Regions from separate parts of the Sus scrofa genome. Here region 2 is linked to region 1. The links are chromatin contacts, called in public Hi-C maps. All regions are on one chromosome and are shown on one strand. The core of a region is the stretch at or near the end of the contact, and the rest is flanking DNA. Distances in the headings are between cores, read along the strand shown.

Region 1 (7,481 bases), core at 2,369-4,868:
GCCTGGCGCAGCCCGAGGCCAACGTGCAGAGAATACGCGAGTCCGGAGCCTGCGGAGGCAGCAGCTCGAGAACAGGCATCCAGAGCGCATTGGTCTGGGAGGCAGAGAACACAGCCCACTGGGAGAAAGCAGTCAGCAGAGGAGACAGACCCAGCTGGGAGGGCACACGAGGGCGGAAACCGAGGCCCACCGGGCACAGCGCCACGGCCCTGCCAAGACGTCCCGGGCAAATGGAGAACTTCCTGGAACAAAGCAGCTTTCTAATCGAAGGAGAAGAGACCCTCGGCCTGGGGTGCCATGGTCGACCAAGTGCAAGGTCAGAAGAAGGGGTGGATACAAGCATTCGGGAAAAGCATGCTGGGGTTGCCATCACAGAGCAGTGGAAACGAATCCGACTACGCCATGGGTGCGATCCCTGGCCTCGCTCAGTGGGTGAAGGATCTGGCGTTGCCGTGAGCTGTGGCGCAGGTCGCAGATGTGGCTTGGATCCGGCACTGCTGTGGCTGTGGCGGAGGCTGGCAGCTGCAGCTCCGATTGGACCCCTAGGACCTCTAGCCTGGGAACCTCCATATGCCGTGGGTGCGGCCCTACAAAGCCAAAAAAAAGAAAAAGAAAAAGAAAGAAAAGAAAGTATGCTGGTACACCACCGTGATTCAGTTATCTGAGGAAGGAGATGGAGAAACAGGCCGGGGTGTGATGAGAAGATGCTGGGGCCAGGCTGCAGCTGGAGAGCCTGGGACCCCTGCAGGCGGCAGGGTCCTCCCACCTCCTGACCACAGCACTCGGGTTATCTTCCTCCGCGTGGGGTTCCTTGAGCTGGCAGTCACGGGCACTCGGCTGAGGGACCCCAGGTGAGCCACCTGGGCCCTCAGCGTAAGGGACGATGACACACCGCTGAGGGCAGAAAATAAAATGAGCCCCACTGCCATCTGAGCGACAGCGGGCTTTGCCATCAGGGCGTGAGGACTCAGTGCCTGGTTCTGAAGGCTTCTCGACACAAGGACCCCCCCGCCTCCTGCAGCCCAGGCAGGCCTGCACAGGACCCTCGACCCTTGGTGGGTGGCAGGCCCTTTTTCTGACGCTGGTGAGGTAGTGGCATAGTCTAGGCCACTCTCCATCACTAAGTATTCTGTCCATTTAGTTCACAGCAGAGGTACCATGACTTTGTCTGGTTTAACGACAAGGAGCTAAGTGGTTTTTTTGATCCTTGACAACTGCTCTAGAAACACCAACCTGACAAACATTTTTAGTCTCAGTGACTCAGCACCTACTAAACAGTTGCTGGCTTTCAGACCCCATCCCTAGAAAAATATCAATAACACCTTTGCGTCTGCTCTTTAAAGCAAATGACCAGACATCCTGCGGCAGTCAGCTACTTAATTTGACTAAAGAGAACTCCCTGGGGAGCTTGCCCGTCTCACCCCAGTTGTGACTCACCAGCACCACTTAAGAGTGGCTGAGGGCCAAAGAGATGCCACTGCACGAGTGTGGCATCTCCCGTCTCAGAGCCACCAAGGAAACACATACCCTGGAGGAGTCGCTAGGCAAGCCACTCTGCTGTATCACCTGCTGCTGCTTTTTTTTGGCCTCACCTGCATGCAGCACACGGAAGTTCCTGGGCCAGGGATCCAACCTGCACCACAGCTACAACCAGAGCTGCAGCAGTGACAATGACAGATCCTTAACTCACTGAGCCACCAGGGCACTTGAAGATTTTCTTTTTTTTTTTTTTTTTGTCTTTTTGCCATTTCTTGGGCTGCTCCCGTGGCATGTGGAGATTCCCAGGCTAGGGGTCGAATCGGAGCTGGAGCCACCGGCCTACGCCAGAGCCACAGCAACGCGGGATCCGAGCTGCGTCTGCAACCTACACCACAGCTCACGGCAACGCCGGATCCTTAACCCACTGAGCAAGGGCAGGGATTGAACCCGTAACCTCATGGTTCCTAGTCAGATTCGTTAATCACTGTGCCATGACGGGGACTCCAAGATTTTGTTTTCTTAATTTTTCTTTTCTTTTTTTTTGGGGGGGTGCAGGGGGCTAGAGTGTACAGCAGCTTGACATGGGATCTAGATTCCCAGAGCAGGGACTGAACCCAGGCTGCAGCAGGGAATGCACAAAGTCCTAACCGCTGGACCACCGGGGAGCTCCCATTTTCGGACGTTTCTATAGTGAGCAGGTATACTTCAACGATTTAAAGAAATAAACGTTTTTCTAATACAGGAAAAAAATAACCATCTTACAGATTTTGCCCGAGGAATAAACTGCGGACTGTCCCCTTGGCGCCTGGCTCGTGCCACGGCCTCCATGGTGGCCGTTTCTTCCACGCTCTCGTGTCCTGCCTGCTACCGGCCCCTCTCCCCCCGACCCCCACGTTCAGCACCCCAGGCACAGAGCTCCAAGCTCATCACCTCAAGAAGCCCCAAGGGCCTTGGGACCAGGTATTCTCCGCACAGGCCTTGAGGCCCTGAGGTCCAGGACGCGCCTGCTGTGGTGAGTGGGGGGTCCTCACCTAGGTCTGTATCCCCCCAGGGGGATGAGACAGAATTCAGTGTGTGGTTTTTGTGAGCTTTTTTTTTTTCTTTTCTGGTCTTCTGTCTTTTTTCAGGGCCGCACTTGTGGCATGTGGAAGTTCCCAGGCTTGAGGTTGAATCAGATCAAAGCCGTAGCCTCAGGCCTACACCACAGCCGAAGCAACGCCAGATCCGAGCAGCGTCCGCGACCTACACCACAGCTCACGGCAACGCCAGATCCTTAACCCACTGATAGAGGCCAGGGATCAAACCCACAACCTCATGGTTCCTAGTCAGATTCATTTCCGCTGCACCACGAAGGGAACTCCAGGTTTGGTTTTGTTTTGTTTTTTTGCATTTTAGGGCCATGCCTGTGGCATATGGAAGTTCCAGGGCCAAGGGTCAAACTGGAGCTGCAGCTGCCAACCTACACCACAGCCACGCCAGATCTGAGCTGCGTCTGCGACCTACGCTGCAGCTTGCGGCAATGCTGGATCCTTCACCCAGTGAGAGAGGCCAGGAATCCAATCCACATCCTCAAGGACACTGCGTGGGGGTCTTAACCCACTGGGCCACAACAGAACCTGGGCCCGTTTTAACTACATTTCGAAGGTGCTCTCAAGCCCCAGGGCAGGAGTCGGAAGCATCGTACCTTCAGAAACCAGGGGCACCTGTGCAAAGCTGTGGTGTGCCCTGGCGACTGCCAAGCAGACCAGCAGCTGGGCACAAGCGGGAACAGTGAGACCCCACAGTCAGGCTTGCCGACCGTAGGAAGCAGGGATCAGGTAAGAGGGAGGGTCTTCTGGAAGATACACAGTCTGTCCCCCTGTCACCAGCCCACTCAGGTCCTTCACCAACAGCCCACTGGCTGCAGCACCAAAGCCCAGCTCCCCGGTCTGCCTGCCGAGGTCCTGGAGGACACAGCCTCCTCCTGCCGCTGCACCCGCTGGGCCTCATGGCCTGATACTAGCTCGGAGGCCAAGGCAGTGCTGCCCAGAGTCCTGGGCTCTCCTTGCCACCCTGCCCCCTGGTCCCGGAAGGCCTGTCCCAGCCACTCACCCCACGGACGCACGGCAGAGCCCTGCACATTCTATGAAGCCGCCCTGGGCCTTGAGCATGTGTCTGTGTTGTTTGCTCAACAAATGTTTACAAAGCTTCTGCCACGTCCCACACTCTTCCCTCAAAGCTGGGAATTTAGCAGTGACCAAAATAAACGAAACAGACAAAAAAATCCCTGTCCTCACGGGCCACGCTTGTGCTTCTCAGGAGACAGACACCTCCGGGGGAAAGGGACAGGCACACGGAATTGTGCCTGTGTTTGCAGACGCAGTCTTGGCATGCGGCGAACGTTGCAGAGTTGCTGTTGAAGTCAAACCACAATCAAAGGAAGCAGTCAGATACCAGCTTTGAGATCTGAAAACATCTGAAAAGGAGGGCTCTTCTGGTTCTGCTTAAATACTTTCTCATGTCGTATTTGATGCACAGAAAGGAATGCATGGACCATACAAGTCAGGACACAGTGAGAAAGACCACAAGCCCGTCCTTCAATTTAAAACTAGAAAATTACTGGTAACTGTGAAACTTCCTGCATTCTCCCCACACGAGAACCAATATTTATTACAATCCCTTAAATTTAAAAATTTTCTTTTTCAGCCACCCTGTGGCATATGGAGTTCCCACGTCAGCGATCAGATCTGAGTGGCAGTCACAACCCAAGATGCAGCTGTCCCAGGGCCGGGGATCGAACCTGCGTCCCAGTGCACCCTGGGTCCCAGTGCCGCTGATCCCGCTGCGCCACAGTAAGAACTCCTACCATCCCTTCCTTTAAAAAAAAAAATCTACCTCATGATTCTCCCCAAACACTATTCTGTTTAGGTTTTTTTTCCCCCCTTCTTGGCTCCACCCATGGCATGCGGAGGTTCCCGGGCTAGGGGTGGAATCGGAGCTGCAGCTGCTGCCTACGCCAGAGCCACAGCAAGGCCAGATCTGAGCCACGTCTGCGACTTACACCACAGCTCATGGCAACGCCGGATCCTCAACCCACTGAGTGAGGCCAGGGAGGGAACCTGTATCCTCATGGATACTTAGTCGGGTTCGTCACTGCTGAGCCATGACAGGAACTCCTTTGGATGAGAGGTGTTCAGATCTAGTCCCCTAGCAGCTGTCAAACATACACTACAGTACCGACTGCAGTCAGCACACTGCACACCCGGCCCCGCGACGCTGGATGTGTAACTCTGAGTCGACACCTTTCTGCCCACCTTCACCCGTTCTGCCCATTTTCTTCTTCAACCCAAAATTTACTTAGAGGTCTGTTTTCCCCAGGTAATCTGTGGGATATATACCCACGTTTTTACTCCCGGATCCCACGCCCTCTGGTCAGGCAGCACGGCAGCCTCTGTGTCATCTCTCTGGGACTGACTTTGCTCAGCAAGCACACGGCCTGCGTATCAGTGACTATGAGCTCGAGTCATCACATGTGTGAAAACATCTATATTCTGCCCTAAAGCTAAAATCACATTTTGGGCATAGAACTCTAATCCTAGTTATTCCAAGCAGGTTTTTTTGTTTGTTTGTTTTATTTGTTGGTTTTAACGGCTGCACCTGCAGCACAGCATATGGAAGTTCCCCGGGCCAGGGACTGAATCCAAGCGGCTGCAATTGGATTCTTAACCAACAGCACCACAGCAGGAACTCTGACAAGGAGGATTGTAAAAGCAGTTAGAAGGTAATCCCTTGAGCCACACCGCCTGGTGTGCAGAGAGGTTTGCTCCCCACGCCCCCGAGGACAGAAAGTGGTGGCCTTCCCACGGCCACACTGAGGACGCCGCGCTGTCTCTGGCGATGCTCCTCAAGATGCAGAGGTTTCCAGGCTGCCCCTGGGTGCTCACCAGCCTCCCCGCACACGGTGGGCCGCCCCAGGAATGTGGCTGGACAGGCAGCCTAGAAAGCCACTGTGTTGCCAGGGGCAGAGGACAAAGTGCCCAGAGGAGAGCTCCAGGTCACAAAGACAGTACATCATACAATAGGCAGTCTGACAATACGACGCTAAGGAGCTCCCGTGGTGGCACAGCGGAAAGGAATCCGACTAGGAACCGAGAGGTGGCGGGTTCGATCCCTGGCCTCGCTCAGTGGGTTAAGGACCTGGCATTGCCATGAGCTGTGGTATAGGTTGCAGACGCGCCTTGGATCTCATGTTGCTGTGGCTGTGGTGTAGGCCGGCAGCTACAGCTCCAATTGGACCCCTAGCTTAGGAATCTCCATATGCCATGGGTGTGGCCACAAAAAGCAAAAATAAAATAAAATAAAATAAAACTAAAAAATAGAAATACAGATGCTAAGAAAAAGGCTGTGAGGAACCTGGGGAGAGAGGAGCCCTACTCTAGAAAGAGAAATGTAACCAGAGGAAGGAATCCAGGCTCTGAAATAAACACTGTTTCCACAAGTGGAAATAATGTAAGCATTTTATGGGTTTTCAGCAATAATGTTACGGAAGGCAAGTGTACTGTTAGGAAACACAACCTGACCTTCTCTGCCTTGACAGCGTAAAGGGACAAGGGCAGCAGCAGTCAGAGGAGGGGAAGAAAAGGAAGAAAGGCCGACACCCTCTAGCCAGTCCGAGGCCAGAGCCCTGTCACACGGGAGACAAGGATGCTGCCACCTCCAGTCAGGACAGGGGACCGGTGATTCATCAGGTGACGGCTGGGGAGGCAGTGGGAAGACACAGCCGGCGAGACGCCCCTTGGGGGGTGGGGGGGTGCGCCCTGGGGCGGGCACTGCTGCTTTGTCTCCTAAACCCACAGAAGCGAAACCTTGCTACCCACAAAAACATTAAAGACAAAACACAACCGGTGTTTCAGTGACAGCTGACCTCTCTTCTTCGAAGGAATCTTCATTGAAAATCCATGATGAACCTCGTAAAAACCTGCCAGAGGACATTCAGGAAGCAGCCGGGGCTGGAGCACCTGCTGCCCTCAAGACAAGGGAGGGCCACTGCTGGGGACACTGGGACACAGCAGTTACAGTTTGCACGTGCAATTGAACCGTCATCGATCCCAAGAGATGTGAATGTGCTGCCCGACGGGAGGGACTGGCCACCACTGAACTCCAGAGACAGATGAGCACAGAGCGTGAGGCAGACGCAGAGCTGGCCAGGCGCACGGAATCACGCCGAGGACCGCCGTCCTGGTAGCCGACTCCTGACCTGAAATGAACTCCAAGTGTAAGGAATCCCCCAATTCTTTAGGAAAACAGAGGAACCCTAAAGCATTCACCTTTCTTCCTTAAGTCTAAGAAGAATGAAAAGCCACAGTGATGCTGAACCTTAAAACAGGGAGAATTAAGTGAGAAAGATGAAGCCTCCCATGTTACCAACTGAGCAGCGCCCCGCGCACCGGCATCCCCTCCGTAAAGGTCCACTGAGTTCATTTATCACTAGGGACTCACGTCCAGGAAGCAAATGGACCTTTCTTTCCTAAACCGATGCTCGTGCACGAGTCAAAAGGAAAAGGAGATCAGACGCCGAGGAAAATAACTATAAACATGTGCGTGAACACGAGGCGCGTCAAAGGAGCTGAACATTCTCCAGCGCCTACGACTCGCAGAGGCGATACCACGGGCCGTCGCGGAAGGGGGCACCTTCTGGCCTTGCTGCTCAGCCTGCCCGAGGGGCACCCGGCAGGGGTGAATCGGGTGACACCAGGGAGACCCCGGGCACGAGGGCAGGGCAGCACTGCCTCTGTGTGGGAGCCTGAAACAAGCTAGAACCCTGGCATCCGGAACAGGGTGGGCAGATCCAGAGCACTTCCAGCAGCACAGCCCTGGCGCCAGCAGGCACTCGCCTCTGCCCAGGGCTGGAGGGAAGGACCCCAGGCAGACCACTGCTACAACCAGACACTTCCAGACACCTTCACATGTCCCCAGTCTAAAAAGAAACCAGAGAGCAGCCGACAACAGTGTTTTGCAGGGAG
Region 2 (7,481 bases), core at 1,287-3,786, 81 kb before region 1:
CACAGGCCGGGGTTCTTCGGGTTCTTCAAGCGGGACTTCTCCAAGATGGCCCGGGCTCGGGTCAGCTGCCCGATCTTCTCCTCCAGCCGGGAGAGCAAAAGCCACAGGGGTGTGGAGTGGGGACATTTCTTCAACTGCGGCCAACAGACACCAGCGGGACAGGGCTCAGCTGGTGTCTGAAGGGGCCGGGATCAGGGCTGCCTGTGCCCAGAGAGCCAGCCACTTCAGGCCCCGGGGGGCGCCCGCGCACGCGGGTGTGGACTCTGCAGCCTGGGCGTGACGTGGGCCGCAGCCCGCCACTCGGCTGGCGCAGCACAGCCGCGTGTGCAGGGCCTGAGCCCACCCCTCCTCCAGCTGGGGCTCCGCAAGGGCCGCCGCCCCCGCCCCCGAGGGGAGGCGCTCTGTCGGCAGCCGGCCCGAGGCTCACCCCCTGGTTGTAGGCTTCCCGCGCCTTCTCCATGAGCTCCTCCTGCTCCTCGATCTGCCCCTTCATCATCCAGAGCTTGGGGAAGTCCTCGTAGTGCTTCAGCGCCTCCTCGCACAGCTCCTGGGCGGCCGCCAGGTTCCCCAGCACCCACTCCAGCTTCACAGACTTCATGAACACCTGGGGGGACGGCGTCAGGCAGCACCTCCCCGGGCGTGCCCGCCCACGGCTCACCCCGCGAGCTGTCCACCCGGCCGCACGCACGCGCTGCTGTAAGCGGGCTCCTGCCCCTTGGAACGGGCCGGGCCACACACACGACTGCACTGCAAAGCTGAGCGCGCCGAGCCAGCTTCGCGTGCCTGCGGCCTCCGTCCCCCCTCCCGCCCCCGAAGCGGGCGGTGGGGCAGCTCTGCTCACCCGGGCTGTGGGCGCGCTGCTCCGCGCCTTGGCCAGCAGCCGGCGGGCCCGCTCATACTCGTTGTTCTCGGATTCCAGCTTCACGGCCGCCAGCCAGATCTCCTCGCTGTTGGGGTTGGCCTGGGGGCAAGCACAGCAGTGTCGCAAAGGGAGCAGGGGGACTCTGCAGCGAAAGCAGCCAGCCTGGGGGCCGGACCAGGCCTCACTCTGCAGCAGGACCCTCTGATCCAAGCCAGAGGGTCCACCAGGCAGCGCCCGGCCCCCAAACGCCGACCTGCCCACAAACGAGGCCGCGTGCCCACGGGGACAGACGCAGCCTCCGTGGCTGCCGGCAGGGCCATCTCCCCCAGGACCCACCCCCGCTTGCAACCCGCCTGCGATCCACCCCACACCCCTGGTGTGAGGACGCGGGCCGGACGCCAGGACGCCTGGGGCTTTGGCATGGCGTGGAGGCCCCCAGGGTTGGGACCCAGCCATGTGCAACCCAGTCCCGCAGACACGTGGGCGGTGCCCTCAGCCTCCAGCAAACACAGCCACCTGCTGGCCACACTCGGCCTGGCCGGGCCACAGGCCTGCCCAGCAGCCCCACAGGGACAGGTGAGGAGAGGAGAGCGCCTGGCGGGAGACAGGCAGCTGAGCACCTGCAGCACTGAGCGCCCTCAACAGGCAGCTGAGGGCAGGAGGTGCCGTCCAGGCCAGTCCCTTCCCTCAGCGTTCACTCAGGGACACGCCAACTTTACCACGTTAGCCTGGGTGACGACACATCGACATGTGCACAGCACGCTACGGTTTGTAAAAACCTGTGTTGCAAACCGCTGCCTGATACTGTGTTGTCATAAAGTATTAGGATATCACACGTGACGACAAAAATCAAGCCCTTAAAAAAAAAACGTCCAACAAGCCTGGCCGGCTGCAGCAGTCTGAACGCAACTCCACCCGCCCACGGGCCTGGCAGCAGCAGGAGGCCCCCGTGCGACCCCGAGGCACACGCCCTGTGCTCCGGGCATGGGGCACAGGCCTTCCTCCTGCAGGCGCTGGGCAATCGAACGTCACGCGGGAGAGTGGTGGTCCCTATGCCCTCCCGTGGGAAGTGTGCCCCAGCTGCTGCTCCACCCCGCCCGCCTCCCCGTGCTGTGTTCTGGAAGAGTGAGCCCGTGGTCACTGAGTGGCAGCAAATGGGAGGAAGGTGTCCGTCGCCTGGGCCCCATCTGCCTGCAGAGCTCCCTGACCACACACAGCCCCTCCGGGGTCAGCTCCTGTCCACGGGCAGGGGAAGGGCTTTGCAGAGGGCCCGGGACACCGGCGCCCTGGGGCCTCGGCCAGCCCCTCGAGGCACCCCTCACCCACCTGGAAGGCCAGAGCCAGGATGCTCCTTGCTGCAGGCACGTCCCCCGCAAGCCACTTGGACTTGGCACCCATGAGCCACAGCACCTCCGCTTTGGGGCAGTGGGCCACCGCCCTCTGCAGCAGGGCCTCCAGGGACTCCCTGCGAGACAGAGGGCTCGGTCACCAGCAGGGCACGCAGGCCGCCTGCAGCGGGCTGCGGGCACTGAAGAGACAGTTACTGCTTCAAAGTCCGGCGCTGTAAATGATTCACTAGATCTTTACGACGGGGAGAGTGTGGGGAAATCGCCTCTCTCCACAAAGGCTCTAAGCTCAACTACTGAAGAGGGCGCCACAAAGCAGCGCATTGTTCAGTCCGAGCCTGGCGGAGGGCTTCTCAAGAGAGTCTTTCACAGCCGCGAGTCTGGGAGCATGATAACTCCGCGGCCTGGGCGACGGGCCTTTTCATCTCTAACCGCAGATCGGCCAATAAAGATTACGACCCGAGTCTACTCTTTGGCATCAGAGAAACTGTCTTCTGGAAGGAAGTTATCTTAGGTCACTACTGAGCAAGAAGCCCTCCAGCCGGGGGTTCGGGGGGAAGCCCCCAGCCTCAGGTGGCTCCCCAGCCCTGGCACAGACGACCTCCTGGGGCCTCAGCAGCAAGACAGAGTGCAGGCTGACACCAGAGCCAAGGCCCCAGGTCCCGACTGGTCAGCCTCTGAGCGGGCAAGACGCCAAGGGCGCCAGAGATGGGGGAGGGGACGGTCCTGAGGCCACATCCCCCAGGAGGGGCCCTGCTGCAGACTGGAACCTGTGCAGGGTGAAGCAGCAAGGTCATCTCAAAAGGTCCCCAAAGGAGTTAACCCCAAGACACACAGCAGCTGGTGGTGGGGGAGGGAACGGGGCTTCGGCAGCGGGTCTGCAAAGACACGCTCAAGACCAAGCCTGAGCAACGTCACAAAGAAATGGGCTCAGAACTCCCAGCTAAACCCGGGTGGGATCAGCAAGGCCCGGGCACTGGGACGGCCGCAGAGGGCCCGGCAGAGGCTGCCCGCTAACTCCAGATGTTGCAACATCTAATTCAATCAGCAGTTACAGCCAACGAGGCAGACCCAAAAGGTGTTTTCAATTAAAGAATACAACTGAAGAAAATTGTCAAGGACCTCCTCAGAGCACAAAAAGCAGCGCAAGCCCAATCTAGCACGGCTTAAATGAAAAACACGCCTGGGCCTCAATGCCGCACCGCCCACACTGCCGAAGCCAGCGCTGGCACAAACGTGGGGCCTGAGGCTCCAGCCTCGCCCCCGGGACCCTCAGACCACCAGGCGTCCCTGGCTCAGCTGCCGGCACTTGGGAGGAGCCTTTAGTGCCCCGGCTGCTCAACTGTGAAAGAACAGCAACGCTGTCGCAGAAGGTGCCATCAAGATAGCCCCGGCTGCAGTGTTCCAAATGCCACAGGAGCTTCTGCCCCTCGCCAGATGGCTGGCCCTCGAATCGGGCCCTCGCCCACCCGTGGGAAGGTGGGGCCTAAACCCCGCACCCGGCACCCTGGCGTCTCGGGGGACGCTCAGGGCAGCAGGCGTACCTGGTGCCGTGGTTCTTCTCAAAGTAGGCAGCTCGCAGCCACACGCTCTTCTTGCTGGGGAAGACCTGCAGCGCGTAGGCGTAGATGGCTCGGGCGCACTCCAGGGCGTTGTGGGCCACACACTACGTACGGCAGAGAGAGGAGGGCGTGAGGGGCCCGCCCCCGACCCGGGAGCAGGGCACCCGCCAGAAACCGTGCAGTGGGAAGGTCTCCAGAGGGAAAGCCCAGCAGGACGGGGGCACCAACAGCAAAACGCAAGCAGGAGGGGCTGCGACGAGGCTGCCTGCTGGCCGCAGGGGCACCGGCTGCCCCACAGGCTGGCTCCCATTAAAAAATAAGTGTCGTACGTGTTCTCCATTTAAAAAGTTACGCTCACTGGAAATGTGTAAAACACTAAGGGAAACCAAAAGCCCACCCATCCCAACAGACCTGCCACAAACACTCCCGGGCCTCTAGGCCTCTTCTCCGGCCTCGCGTGATGTCAGCCTCGGTGCGCATCAAGGCGACACAAGAAAGCCAGTTGCTGCCTGCAGCAGTGCCCCCTGGGGGTCAGGACCCCTGGACAATCACAGGAAAAGGCTGGCAGCTGTCCTTACTGAGCCTCACGCAGGGCCGAGACCATGCCTGGCACAGACCTCACGCTGGCAGGTGCTGCCAGCGCTCCTGCACAGGAGGCGGCACAGCTCCAGGCGAATAAGAAGCCGCCAGAAGCAGCAGAACGAGGCTCTGCACGTGTGAACACCCACACAGCCTGGACCAAGAGCAGGTGTCCTGCAGGAGGGCTCCGAGCCACCCAGGGCCACCTGGCAGCCTGGCTGGGCCGTTAGCAAGCCTCCTGATTGCAAGGACATCCAGCTGGAAACAGGCAGGAAGCGGGGAAAAAGGGAGGTCTCCTCCTTCAGACCCGGGTCCCTGACTCAACCACCAGAGGCCGGGAACCCAGTGCAGGTGCGTCCTGACCAGGGGCTCCGGAAGCAGGCAGGACCCCACCTCAGCCGCCCACGAGCCCCCGGTTCCCCCTGTGACTTCCGACAAAGGCCCTGGAGGGCAGTTACAAAAAGGCCCTGGGGCCTATGTGGCCCCATGGGATTAAGTGACCGCTGCCCAGGGTCCAGGGTGTGGGTGTGTGGGCCGGGCCCACCCCCAGGGGGAGCTCTGGAAGAACTCCACGTTTCTAAGCACAAAAGGGCCTCGGTTCTTCCTGCAGAAATACAAGCACAGAAGAGAGTGGTGCCTGCTCCAGGCTAAGTGAAGAGACACAGAAACCAGAGTTTCAAAGGGCTTCAGAGTTCTGTACCCACAGCCCATCCCTGTGGGGTAGCGCCTGCCGTGGCCCCCAGTGCTGTCAACAGTGACGAGGAAGGTAGGATCAGAAGGGCTCAAAGAGTTCCCATTGTGGAGCAGTGGAAACGAGTCCGACTAGTATCCGTGAAGATGCGAGTTCAATCCCTGGCCCTGCTCAGGGGGCTGGGGAGCCAGCATTGTTCTGGCTGTGGTGTAGGCCAGCAGCTGCAGCTCTGATTTGACCCCTAGCTCTGATTTGACTGCTATAGGCCGAGAGTGCGGCCCTAAAAGATAAAAAGGACGGGGGGGGGCCTCAATGACTGGGAGTGGGGGCCCTTCCCCCTCTCACTGGAGAGGCTGGGAGCATCTTAGGTCTTTCTTACACTTTTCTGTCTAAAATGTCCCGTAACGAAAAGGCTTAAATCACGAGGGCAGGAATTCGGGCACACTCAGTGTGGTGGAGGCACCTGGGTCCCTCCCACGTGCTCACAGCCAGCTGCAGCCTGTGTCCCCAGACTGGAGGAGGGAGAGGAGAGCTCCCCACTGCTGCAGAACCCAACCGTCAACCCTACCTAGTAAAGCACCGAGAAAATCACCGCCTGCCAGATGCCGCGGTAACACCTGAGACAGGCCACCACTGTTGTTAACGGAGCTGCAAACGTTACAGGAGTCGCAGTGTCATCCCCCCCCCCAACGAAATACCCGCTAGTTACAAGGACACAGGAGTCGTCCAGTGGAGGGATCAGGAGACAGCACCTGAGCTGGACAGAGCTGAATGTGCCCCTGCTCGTGGACACGTCGCAGAGACCAAGGAAGCTGTGCCCTCAAAAAAGGCAGACCAGGAGTTCCCGTCATGCTGCAGTGGAGACGATTCTGACTAGGAACCATGAGGTTGTGGGTTCCATCCCTGGCCTCGCTCAGTGAGTTATGGATCCAGCATTGCCATGAGCTGTGGTGTAGGTCGCAGACGTGGCTTGGAGCTGGCGTGGCGTGACTGTGGCTGTGGCTGTGGTGTAGCCTGGCAGCTATAGCTCTGATTAGACCCCTAGCCTGGGAAGCTCCACATGCCGCAGGTGCGGCCCTGAAAAGGCTGAAAAAAAAAAAAGAGAGAGAGAGACAGACCAAGAGAAACTAAGACCTCCCCGATCCCCCACCCAGGGCCCTCGGGGACCTAAGGCTATAACAACCTCGGGCAGCTTCTCAAGGGGAACACAGGTGGGTGCTGCCTTTTGCCAAAGAGTGAGGTCTGAGTAAGGCCTGCAGCTGACTTCCCGGCTCCATCTCGGACCTGACTCTGAGAGCCGTGTCGCGTCCTCTGTTAGGGACGCACACACTGCAGTGTTGACTGGGAAAGGGCCATCATGTGTGCAAGGCGCTCGAGTGGCTTGGGGGAAGGACAGGGGTGGTGGCCACACTCCCAGCCCTGCCACACTCCTCAGCATCCTCAAAGAGGGACACACAACTGAATCGCAGCCCGGAGCCACGGGCGCCTGGCAGGGAGTATGCTACGCCCACGGGTGCCAGCACGAGCATGTGCGGAGAATAAAAAAGCAAATGTAGGAATTCCTGTCATGGCTCAGTGGTGAACGAACCCAACTAGGAACCACGAGGTTTCAGGTTCGATCTCTGGCCTCACTCAGTGGGTTAAGGATCTGGCATTGCCGTGAGTTGTGGTGTAGGCTGGTGGCCACAGCTCCGATTAGACCTCTAGCCTAGGAACCTCCATATGCCTCAGGTGCAGCCCTAAATACACCAAAAAAAAAAAAAAAAGTAAATGCGGCGTTTCCACTGCGGATTCAGTGTTGTCTCAGGTCACTGCTGAGGCATGGGTTCGAGCCCTGGCCTGGCACAGTGGGTTAAAGGACCCTATGCTGCAGCTTTGGCAACACCAGATCCTGTAACCTGCTGTGCCAGGGATGGGACCCTCACCTCCGTAGCAACGCAAAAGCCACTGCAGTCAACTCCCCCACTGGCAGGATCTCCTGTTCACTGATCTGAACCATTCCTCTTTTCTCTGGAAGTGCTCCAAGGCAACAACCTCAAAGTGGGCAAAAGCTTCGTGTGCAAATGCTTTCTGAAGAGCAATTTACAGCAGAAATCAAGAGAGGTGGAGCAGTGACGAGCTAGGACAGCTGGGTTCCCTGTGGCCCTGGACCTGGCTTGGCTCTAGCTCCAGCTTTGCACACAAACTTGGGTTTGTACAAAATGACGCAGCTTTACTGTTTTCGTTTGTTTGTTTTTTAGGGCCGCACCCGTGGCATATGGAAGTTCCCAGGCTGGGGTCAAATCGGAGCTGTAGCTGCCGGCCTGCACCACGGCTCAAAGCAACAGTGGACCCTTAACTCACTGAGCGAGCTCAGGAACCCGCATCCTCACGGATACCAGTCGGGTTTGCTTGAGCCATGACAGGAACTCTTTACAACTGCAACTACGTTCAAACATCAG

Evidence for each region. Hi-C and Micro-C count contacts between places; a contact is called where the count stands out from the background.
Region 2: a Hi-C map of fetal liver shows a contact between it and region 1, with 1.8 times the contacts expected there. The contact joins two enhancer-like sites. A contact is called at or near these places in 3 of 47 Hi-C or Micro-C datasets (epiblast stem cells, fetal liver and undifferentiated spermatogonia).

Annotation. Positions count from the first base shown.
Region 1 is chr17:62,764,683-62,772,163 of Sscrofa11.1, reverse strand. The region is part of intron 1 of DNAJC5 (dnaJ homolog subfamily C member 5); the gene reads right to left. Among named protein-coding and RNA genes, the nearest start is that of DNAJC5, 14 kb to the right of the region's middle. Within about 2 kb of position 3,618, at least 2 of the 83 cell types and tissues checked have an H3K27ac peak or open chromatin away from gene starts, as enhancers often do. A contact at or near this core is called in fetal liver, where this site is marked.
Region 2 is chr17:62,844,531-62,852,011 of Sscrofa11.1, reverse strand. It overlaps PRPF6 (pre-mRNA-processing factor 6), which reads right to left. Exons shown (of 21, transcript XM_021077613.1): 13 at 3,753-3,874; 14 at 2,189-2,327; 15 at 842-961; 16 at 428-604; 17 at 1-134. Among named protein-coding and RNA genes, the nearest start is that of TCEA2, 18 kb to the left of the region's middle. Within about 2 kb of position 2,536, at least 9 of the 83 cell types and tissues checked have an H3K27ac peak or open chromatin away from gene starts, as enhancers often do. A contact at or near this core is called in fetal liver, where this site is marked.